Linked DNA regions of Mus musculus: region 1 is linked to region 2. A link is a contact called in public HiChIP or PLAC-seq data. All regions are on one chromosome and are shown on one strand. The core of a region is the stretch at or near the end of the contact, and the rest is flanking DNA. Distances in the headings are between cores, read along the strand shown.

The links. HiChIP or PLAC-seq counts read pairs in DNA pulled down with a chosen protein or histone mark.
Region 1: a contact with region 2 is called in an H3K4me3 HiChIP or PLAC-seq map of embryonic stem cells, with 14 read pairs. The contact joins the enhancer-like site here to the promoter of Gne in region 2. A contact is called at or near these places in 1 of 39 promoter capture datasets (macrophages), 2 of 484 Hi-C or Micro-C datasets (cortical neurons and embryonic stem cells), 5 of 115 datasets of contacts at active chromatin or transcription factors (bone marrow-derived macrophages, embryonic stem cells, stem cell-derived neural progenitor cells and 1 more) and 2 of 9 other capture datasets (adipose tissue and liver).

Annotation. Positions count from the first base shown.
Region 1 is chr4:44,248,988-44,254,170 of GRCm38.p6, reverse strand. No RefSeq gene overlaps it. Among named protein-coding and RNA genes, the nearest start is that of Rnf38, 18 kb to the right of the region's middle. Within about 2 kb of position 1,995, at least 24 of the 459 cell types and tissues checked have an H3K27ac peak or open chromatin away from gene starts, as enhancers often do. A contact at or near this core is called in embryonic stem cells, where this site is marked.
Region 2 is chr4:44,071,406-44,076,745 of GRCm38.p6, reverse strand. Gne (glucosamine (UDP-N-acetyl)-2-epimerase/N-acetylmannosamine kinase) reads left to right here and starts at 4,029. Exons shown (of 12, transcript NM_001190414.2): 1 at 4,029-4,384.

The DNA.
Region 1 (5,183 bases), core at 746-3,245, 180 kb before region 2:
CCCACCCCACCCCAGATAAATATAATTAAAAACAGGAAAAAAGAGAGAGAAAGGGGAAACCCATGCTCTCTTTAGTGGATGCATCAACATTTCTAGACTAGTTAAACATGATTACTGACTTCTTGAGCCAAAATTAGTATTCAGTATCTCAAGACAAAGACATAAAGATGCAAAACAAATGATAATATATATGCAAATCAGTGACAACCAACATGAAAAGGTTATATTCAAATTAAAACCAAACTAAACAAACTGTGGTGTGTCTTACCTTTGGTAAGTGGGTTTTTTGTTGTTGTTGTTTGTTTTTGTTTTTGTTTTTAAGACAGAGTCATGTTATGTAGCAATGACTAGTCTGATCTGAAACTTCCTATAGTCCAGGCTGGCCTCAAACTCACAGAGATCCACCTGCCTCTGCCTCAGTAGTACTGGAACTAAATGCATGCACACCACCATGCCTGGAACCTTTGACAAAGTCTAATCTCTCTAAATCCCTGCCAGCTGTTCTGGGAATTTTGAATAATAAAAGCTCCCGTCTCACTGGAATAAAGATTAAATAAGGCACTGTCTATAAAAGACCCAATCACAAAGTGCACTGTATTGCTGTCACTAGAGACCTGGAGGAGATCTAGAGATAGAAGGCGGGTGGGGGGTTGTAAAGGCTAGTGGTGGCAGAACTGTCCTGGTCTCCTGTCACAAACCCCAGTGTCCTTTCCATGGTCACGTGACTTCATCCTACATGTTGTTTCACCCGGTTAATGTTTAGGAATTTGGAAATCGCAATCTTACACTAACCAGGACTTTTGGTCCCAGGGTGGGGGGTGGGGGGAGGAGAGAGAGAGAGAGAGAGAGAGAGAGAGAGAATGCATCTCTATGATGTCCCCAGCTCCTCTAGCCTTCAGAGGACAGGGTACTTACCAGGTCACTCCTCCCGGTGTTAAAGAGGAAAAGCACGTTTTTTTTCTCAAGGACATGCAACCAAGTGAAGACGACATTCTCAGCTTGCAGCTGATTAGGCGACAGAGCAAACAACCCAAAGGGCTCTTCCTCTTAGAAGTCTCTGAATTCCTGTCCCGCAGCCACTGCAGGGGGAGGGGGTGGTGCTGCTGGTGAGGGTGGGGGTGGGGAAGGTGGGGGTGTAAACACACTACGATCAGAATTTAATGAGTCAAATACCATTGTTAAAAAAAAAAAAAAAAAAAAAAAAAGAAGCCATCATGGACAGAGGCTCCCCAATCAGAGGCTTCCCTCTGGGCTCTCTAAATCCATTTCTCAAACTGTTAGAAACATTGTTAAAATAAACCTGCCATCTTGTGAGCACGGGGAGGAAGGTTACTCTCCTTCTTCCACCATCTGCAGGACTAGCTTAGCTCCCGTCTTTCTTAGGATGCACACCCCCACTTCCACCCCCAGCCTGTTCCTTTATTACATATCAGAGTGGGGTTGATCCTAGTTTCTTTCTCTAACTTAGGAAGATTCAGTCCCAATGAGCGTCTGAAGTACATCAAGGAGACACTTTTGCGATGGATTCTTGGCACATTTTATTGCAATTTTACATTTCCTAATAATTTTGGACAGTGCGCTTGGCCCTTTTGTGTTTTCTGTAAGGAGTTCAGATTAGGTCAACTTAAATCACCATCTAAAAGAAGGGCGTTCAGTCTTGCGACTTGTGGAGGTCCGAGGCTGGAATTGGGGGCGGGGTCACGCTGTGATTAGGACTCAGTGTGTGGTGGGCTAAGAGGACAGCTAAGAGTCACATCAGGGCTTAGTCTCTGCTGGAAACAGGTCTCACCTGAGGCAGAGACTGGATTTGTTTGTGATGCATGCTGGGATTTGATCAGGGGTTGGGGTCAGGGAAGGATAGGGTTCTGTCCCAGGAAGGAAAATGCGGAAAGAGTGGTTAGGCATTCAGATGCACTGTGGTGTGTGTGTGTGTGTGTGTGTGTGTCTCGGGGGTGGGGTGTGCTTTCATAACAGAGGACTGAGCAGATGGGGACCATGGAACCAAGGGGTCACAGCAAAGTCAGTAAGCCCCACAGTGGCTGAAATGAAAGGGTCTGATGGTGTGGAGGGTTTGCAGCTGGGAAGCAAGGAGAACTTTCTTACGAGTGGACAGCTGCCTGACAGGATCCTTATAGCTAAATATGTGTATACCCTGTGACTCAGCACTTCCAGTCTGGTAAAGACCAAACAACTGCTATGCACCCCAACATGGGTAGGTTATGGCAACAGACAGTAGAGAGACACTGTGTGTCTCACTAGTATGTTACCCCAAAGAGGTGACCGTCCATCTCTGATGCTAGGAATCAGATAAGGGCTGCCTTCAAAGAGTAGCTAGGGCTGGAGAGGCGAGGGAAGAAGAACATCTCCAGAGAGATGGCACAGCTATATTTTGATCTGGGCGTCTGTTACACAAGTAGGACATACATAAAAATTCACCAGAGTGAGAGCTGGCAGTGGTGACTCACACCTATAATCTTAGCACTTGAAGGGCTGAGACAGGAGGATTGCTTTAAGTTTGAGGCCAGCCTGAGATGCATATGGGTTCCAGGCAAGTCTGGGCTGTACAGAGCGACACCTTGCCTCAAAACAACAACCAGGGATGCTGAGCTGCTTAGATGCCGAAGCTCACAACCTGAGTTCAGTCCCTGGGGCCCACATGGCAGAGAGATAACCAACTCCTGCAGGTTGTCCCCTGACCTCCATACAAGTGCTGAGGCACATGCTTGCGTGTAAACACACACACACACACACACCAAGCAAATAAATGTAAAAATAAAAACAATAATAACACAATTCATTGAGCCAAATTTAATTATTGTGCACTTTTGTTGTTGTTGTTTTTATATGTGTACACTGTCACTGTCTTCAGACACACCAGAAGAGGGCATCAGACCTCAGTACAGATGGTTGTGAGCCACCATGTGGTTGCTGGGAATTGAACTCAGGACCTTGGGAAGAGCAGTCAGTGCTCTTAACCGCTGAGCCATCTCTCCAGCCCATGCACTTTTTTTGAGAAAGGATTATGCTCTTTTTTTTTTAACAAGTAAATTATATTTTAAGGAAAAAAAAAAACAGCAGAGTATGGTAAAACTATACAGAATGTGTGCTAAATAGATACAGTGATAAAACATCATTAAAAGTCAATTTTTGACCTTTTTTTTTGTTTTGTTTTGTTTTGGTTTTTTTGGTTCAGTTAAAGATAGGTTGGTAAGTTCATTCCAGTCTTGTTGATCCTGAAGCTGGGTCTAGGGGGAGGCCCTCAACTTGAATGTAAGCACTCTGTGTTAGTAGCCAACCCAGTAGGAATAACTGGTATGCAATATCAGGCCGAAGGTGGGGTACAAATTATTCACTGGTAATTATAAACCACTGAAGCTTTTAATAATATTCTTTCAACTTATTTGAATTTATAATGCATGCACTTGGTTGAAAACAAATTAAACCTTATAAAAGGATACAGCGAGAAGTCCATTTTTTTTTCTGTCCTTCCCTGCAAACAACAGTCCCGCAGACTTCCTCTCTAGAGGCAAGCACTGCCTGCCGTCAGCTTCTTAAATATCTTTCCAGAGGTAATCTATACATATTCATGAATGATTTCCTTGAAGAAAATCAGAGCAGACTCAAGGTCTGCCTATAATGTTGCTTGAATACCAAATGCTTTCATGATAAAAATAATACACACGCTTTGAAAAAAATGGTATAAAAGCGCTTGTCGGCCATCATCCACCCTCAGTTTCTGAGTTTACCACTGTTAACAGTTTCATACGCAGCCTTTCCTGACAACCGCATGCACATGTAAATAGACGTGTGCTAAATAAACATAGTAATACAGGATTACTATGAATAGTAAATTTGCAATTGGATTTTTTCACCCACAATATATCAGAGCTATTTCCCCCCATCAATTATACATAACTCCTCTTACCCTCCTTAACAGCTACATAGCATTAACTGCTTTCCAGTAGGAGGAATCGGATAAAGATATGGCAGGGCTGCGCTTGGGAGCGTTCCACCCGAAAGCATCATCTGTCATGTGTCCCAGAAGAAAAGTTGGGAGCCACCAATGGAGTCCACCTGGGTCTCAGTTTCTTGTCTGCAAAATGGAGACAATGACAGCCCTCCCTGTCTCGTGAGATTGTCCTGAAGATGACATAAAGACAGGGGACTGGATGAGAAAGAGCCTGGAAACCTGGCAAGCGCTTTGCCACTGTGAGCAATGGCTGTTCCAGGCGGGGCAGGGCGGGGCGGGGCGGGGCGGGGCGGGGCAGGGAAGGGCGGGAGTCCCAGGGTTTGCAGTCTGACATGCTGCACTGGTGAGGGCTTCTCCTGCACTCCTTTGCCCAGTGAGCCATTTGCTTTTGCTTAATGATTGCAATCCTTTACTGAGTTATCTGTCAGGCATTTGTATTTTACTTCTGTTTTGTTTGTTTGGGTTGAACAAGATTTTACTACGTAGACAGCCAGGGTTAGCCTGGAACTCTAGATTCTCCTGCCTCTGCTTCCTGAGTGCTTACACTCTAATTTCTTCGTTTAACATCTCTCTGTCTGTCTCCTCTCCCTCCCTCTCCATGCACGTGCTCACATGTACACACACACACACAATTCTTCTGTCAACTCTACAAAAAGACACTCATGGTAACCTTATTCCGTTGATGAGGTTGAGACAGTCAGTAAGTGACAGTCTCACTTTTGGATCACCCCCAAATCTTTGCTAGGGTGTTTGTTTGTTTGTTTGTTTGTTTGCCATGATCCATTACGTGGCTGTGTTCTGACTTAGTGGGACAGCAGAGGCATACACGCTGGAGACAGAAGGCTCACTCCACCCTAAGCCCTACAAAGCATCTGATGACAAACTGAGTCGTGTCGCCTGACACACTGCTGGCTATGTGACAAACTGAGTCGTGTCGCCTGACACACTGCTGTCTGTGCTCTGCTGCACTAAATAAGGTCAAAGGTAGATGTGATGGTGCATGCCTGTAATCCCAGCTCTTGGGAGGAAGAGGCAGGAAAATTACAAGCTCAGGGCTAGCCTGAGTTATAGGAGACATGTATCAATAAGTAAGTAAGTAAATAAATAAATAATCATCAAAATCCTCATCCTAGGCTCACCCAGGAGTTTCTTTTCTGTGTAATTTATTGTTTTATTTTATGTTCATTGGTGTTCTGCCTGCATATATGCCTGT
Region 2 (5,340 bases), core at 2,780-5,279:
GACTAAAGCCAGAAAGCTGTTCAGGATCCTAGAGAAGCCAGACACTGGATTCTCTCCTCATGCCCCACCTGCCCCGTCTCTGATGTAATGTCTGTGTCTGTGGGTATTTTATTTGTGGCTATTGTGAAGGGTGGTGTTTCCCTGATTTCCTACTCAGCCCATTTATCATTTTTATGAAGGAGGGCTACTGATTTTTTAAAGCTAATTTTGTATCCAGCCACTTTGCTGAGGGTGCTTATCAGCTGTAGGAGTTCGGTAGAATCTTGGGGGTCACTTATACCATCATACCACCTGCAAGTAGTGATGCCTTGATTTCTTCTTTTCTAATTTGTATCCCCTAGATCTCCTTCATTTTTCCTGTTGTTGCTCTGGCTAGAACTTCAAGTACTGTATTGTGTAGACATGGAGAAAGTAGACAGCCTTATCTTATTCCTGATTTTAGTGGAGTTGCTTTTAATTTCTCTTCATTTAATGTGATCTTGCCTATTTGCTTGCTGTAAATTGCCTTTATTATGTTTAGGTACGTCCCTTTTATCCCTAATCTCTTTAAGCCTTTTTTTCATTAAGTTGTGTTGGATTTTGTAGAAGGCGTCTTCAGTATCTAATGAGAGGATCATGAGGTTTGGTTTTTTTTCTTTCAGTTTGTTTGTGTGATGGATTGCATGGACAGATTTTTGCATGAAACAGTCCTTGCATCTCTAGGATAAAATCTACTTGATCATGGTGGATAATCTTTTCTATGTGTTCTTGGATTCTATTTGCAAGTAGTTTATTGAGTACTTGTGTATCAATGTTCATGAGAAAAATTTGTCTCTAATTCTCTTTGTTGAATTTTTGTGTGGTTTTGATATCAGGTGATTGTGGCCTCATACAATGAATGTGGCAATGTTTCTTCTGTTTCTATTTTGTGGAGTAATTTGAGGAGTATTGGTGTTAGCTCTTTTTGGAAAAATCTAGTAGAATTCTGCACTAAAACCATCTGGCCCTGGTCATTTTTTTGGTTGGAAGATTTTGAATGACTACTTCTACTTTACTAGTTGTTATAGGTCTATTTAAATTGTTTGTGTGATCTTGATTTAACTTTGAGAAGTGGTATCTATAGAGAAAATTATCCATTTCTTTCAGATTTTTCAATTTTGTGGAGTAAAGTAATTTTTTAAAGTATGACCTAATGATTCTTTGGATGCCCTTAGTGTCTGTTGTTTTGCCCCCCTTTTTATTTTTGATTTTTATTTTTAGATTTTGTGATAAATAAAAATAAAAATTAAATATTTTATCCTAAACAATTTTAGTATATTTTATTTATGTGTGTTCACATGTGAACATGTGTCACAGTGTTCAGAGAACGACCTTGGGAATCAGTCTTTTCACAACCATGTGGGGCCTAGGGATCAGATCAGGTTTGGTTGCAAGTGCCTTTACTTACCTGCTTAGCCACCTTGCCTGTCAAATACTGGGTGTGTGTGTGTGTGTGTGTGTGTGTGTGTGTGGTCTGTGTGCATGTGAGGTGTGTGTGGCTTGTGTGTATATGTGTGCTACTTCGTTTTGTCTTTTTCATGAGACAAGGTCTCTCTATATAAACCCAGACTAACTTCAAACATGACACTCAGCCTGCCTCAGCCTCTCAAGGCTCAGCTAAACATTGTTCTTGAAGTTAGTTTGTCTTAACTTTCTTTCCACACTGCCTATGTAATGATGTAGCATGTAACTTTAAAAGCCAGATACCTTTCTTGACCATCTTCCATGACTCTATACCCCTCATGGCAGGCTGAATAAATGGCTTTTTGAAATATCCATACCCCTTCTTTTGGAGACAGATTGTGCAGATGTGATCAAGTATTTTGTGCCCGGAAGATTATCCTGTGCTACTAGTTAGGCACAAATTTAATATTCTAAGGGTCTCTGTAGGTAAAAGGAAGGCAGGAGAGGCACAGCCAGGAAGTCTTGCTGTGAGAATATTCACAAGCCAAGGAGTGTCGTCAGTCTCCACGAGGAAAGGGTGAGGAAATGACTTCTCTCCTTCAGCCTCCAAAGAGCAGATACCCTGCTACTGCCTGTATGTTGGTTCCCCCAAATTCTGGGCTCACCCCAACCTCTGGAAGCGTAAGATATGGAAGATAAAAGAGTACTAGCACTTTGTTATCAGTGCTAGGAAGCTATAAATATAGCCATTCTTTATTTCTAACTCATAACCCGTCAATAATAAGTCTCATGAGTTTTACATCCAGATGAATTGCATATCTATTTCAGTGGAATTTTCACTGGAACCAACTCTTGACTCTCAACAAATCCATTCAAATCCATTCTCTACCCAACAGCTCAGATGGTATTTAGAAAAAAAAAGTATGATGTGAAATGTGTTGGAAATTGACGTGTTATCAGAGCATTCATGAATGGTGACCTGGTCAACTTACAAATCGATGGTTGCTGATCTCAGACAGAAAGGTAGACAATGTCACCTCAGTGTACAAAACCACTCATTGTCTGTCCTTTCATGATGGGATGACCCTTGCAGGATCCAACATGGCTACACTAATACCATGCAAACCAGAGCTTCATCCTTGACTGAGATAGACCACAAGCTGTAAAAGTCTGATGGGGTCCACATTTAGCTTATAGCAAGAACCCCCAATGGAAGCTGAGGCAGGAGGACTGACGTGGCTTGAGACCAGTCTGGGCTACACAGTCAATCCCGTGCCAGTTTCAGCTAGGTACAGTGTAAGATCCTGTCTCAAAAAAAAAAAAAAAAAAACAACCTAAAAAAGTAGATCTGAAAGTTTCACTTGTGACTTTTTGTTGTTGTTTGAGACACAGGTGCAGCTGTGCTGTTCAGAATACTGTCTAGCTTCTCATTCTCTTGCACCTAGCTGTGGGAAATGTCACCCATGTCAGGAGGTTCACCACGATCTCTAACTTCAGCTCCAGGGTATCTGTTACCCTCTTCTGGACTTTGACATGTGCACTCTAATGTGTACACATCCTCTGCCCCACCCCCCTACCCCATATACATGATAAAAATAAGCTAAAATAAAATCTTAAAAACAAAACAAAACCAACCTTCATCAGGAGCTAGCAGCACAGGCCGCTCCCCACCTTCCTGGGTCTTGGATCTGCAATTAGTCTAGCAGATATTCTTGAGATGTCTGTGTACCTCAATCTATCAGACTATTGAAACTATGGCCTCAAAAAACCCTGAAATTTTCCCCAAGAATCTCATACTCAGAGAAGGAAAAGACCGAATGCTGGTGCTGAAAAGAGACTTCACACGGGACTGACAATTTGTGACTGCCACTTTGCTGGGGAAGTTAGAGTCCAGACAGTGACAGGTGGGCTACAGCTTGCCCTGGACCTCTTAGATGTGCACATCTCGAACTCTATATATTTTAACCTAAAATCTGAGGTCCCAAAATGGATCCAGGGGATATGTCTTTGGATATCTTTGTCCCTCTTCCCAACATGGCCACATTGAATTAACCTCCGTTTTTTTGCTTTTTTTTTTTTTTTTTACTAGTAACTCTGTTCTCATTAACTTATGGAGAACAGGTGACAGAATTTGGCTTCAAGGGGAAAAACTGTGAGGCCCAAATTTGGTAATAGAATTGCCTAGATCCCTGGAGTGACAGATAACTCAGAGCTGACTAGCATGTGTATTGTCACGCTGCACTCAGCCAGAGCCTCGTGGCAGGGGTGGCAAAGCTTAAATTCCAGGGTGCACTCTAGGACTACCGACACTGAGTTGCCTTGGAGTTTGGTCCACGAGATGGCACTCAGCTTGGGTGCAAAGCTAAAACAACCATCTCGTGGGAGAACTCGGGCTTAACTGTGGGCTCTGCCAGAGGAGAGAACACCCTCAGGCGAGAATAAGGGTCAGCAAACCGAGTGGATGCCACTACCAGAGGCGACACGACAGCGGAAGGTGCGCCACACGACTGACCAACAGAAATACGCCAAGGAGGGGCTGGGACCCGGTGCAGGCGGAGCCGGAGCGATCGACCGTTCGGCGCTCCGCGGGAGCCGGGGTGTGCGTTGCGAATGCAGGAGCAATGGCTGGGGCTGGGTCGAGCGCCGAGTCGTCGAGCGGCGCCGGGTAGCGGAAGCCACCGGGTGCGCTTGCCGGGGCCTGCCCTGTGGACCCGCTGGACGCGAGCCTGCCAAGTGCCGAGGTGGCGCCGGAGGGAACTAACCCGGCGGAGGCCACGAGTCAGTCGGTGACTCACGAGCATCGTGCCAGGCTCCGGCACCTCTGCTGCAGCTGTGGGCCTCGCGCTGGGCGTCCGGGTTCTACGCAGCAGGGCGCCTCTCCCGCCCGGTGCGTTGCTCCGGCGTGGGATCCCGGAGCTGTCAGACTCAGCGTGCGGGTGAATGGGGACCGGGGCTTGCAGAGGTAGGCCTGGCCAGGGTCCAGCCCATCCGTGCACGCAGCAGGCGGCACGGCCCTGGGTCCCTGGGCAGAGACGTGAGATAGCTGCGGGGGCCCAGCACTGCCTAGGTGGGGAGAGGGTTTGCACCGAGGGACTTCTTGGAGGCTTGCCCAACTCTGACTGTCTGGACACTCGGTGTCCTTGGAAATTTGATAGACGTTTATATCCGTCCTTGAACAGGCTTGTAAAATTGTTAGAGGAAAGAATAGATCGGCTTTGCACCTCGATAGGAGGGGTGTGGCGGCGGGGAATGGTTTCACAGTAAAGATAATGGTTTAGCCCGACTGTAGGGGCTCTGGAAGGAACATCAAACTGAATTATTATAGCTGGGCAGCAGGGTTCTGAGAACTCTGTACAGCCCTTCCCTTTTTATTGCGGTGAGTTCCATCCGCTCTGAGTGAAAGAAAGGAGTGTCTCAAGTTCTCCGGAAAGGTTTGCACCCGTGGATGTTTGTGGAATATACACACAAGGTAGAGGGTGTGTGCGGCAGTGACCTGCGTGTAGGAAGGTCATCTAGACTTGGCTTTGAATTGAAGTTCTATCAGTCATTAACTAACTGTGATTTAGATCAAGTGGATTTTTTTTTCTACACCTCAGTGTCCCTGTCTGTATAGTAGAGAAAATGAGGATGGAATAACGTGTCTAACGCCGTGTTAGCCCACTGCTGGAGGAAGCACTTAGCAAACGTTTACTTTACTGTTGTTTCTCTGCTGGTGACTGCTTGCACAAGTGTGCTTATACTTTCTCGTGGTTGGGACATTCACTTATCCTTTTGCAGCATTTATAAAAGCACAATTGAGTTGAATGTAGTTTGTGAGCATTGCCATTTCTCGGAGCCAGGGAGATTGCTGCTGCTGCTGCTGCTGCTGCTGCTGGTGTAACGCTTCAAACTTGACTTGAGTTTGGGTGCTCCAAACCC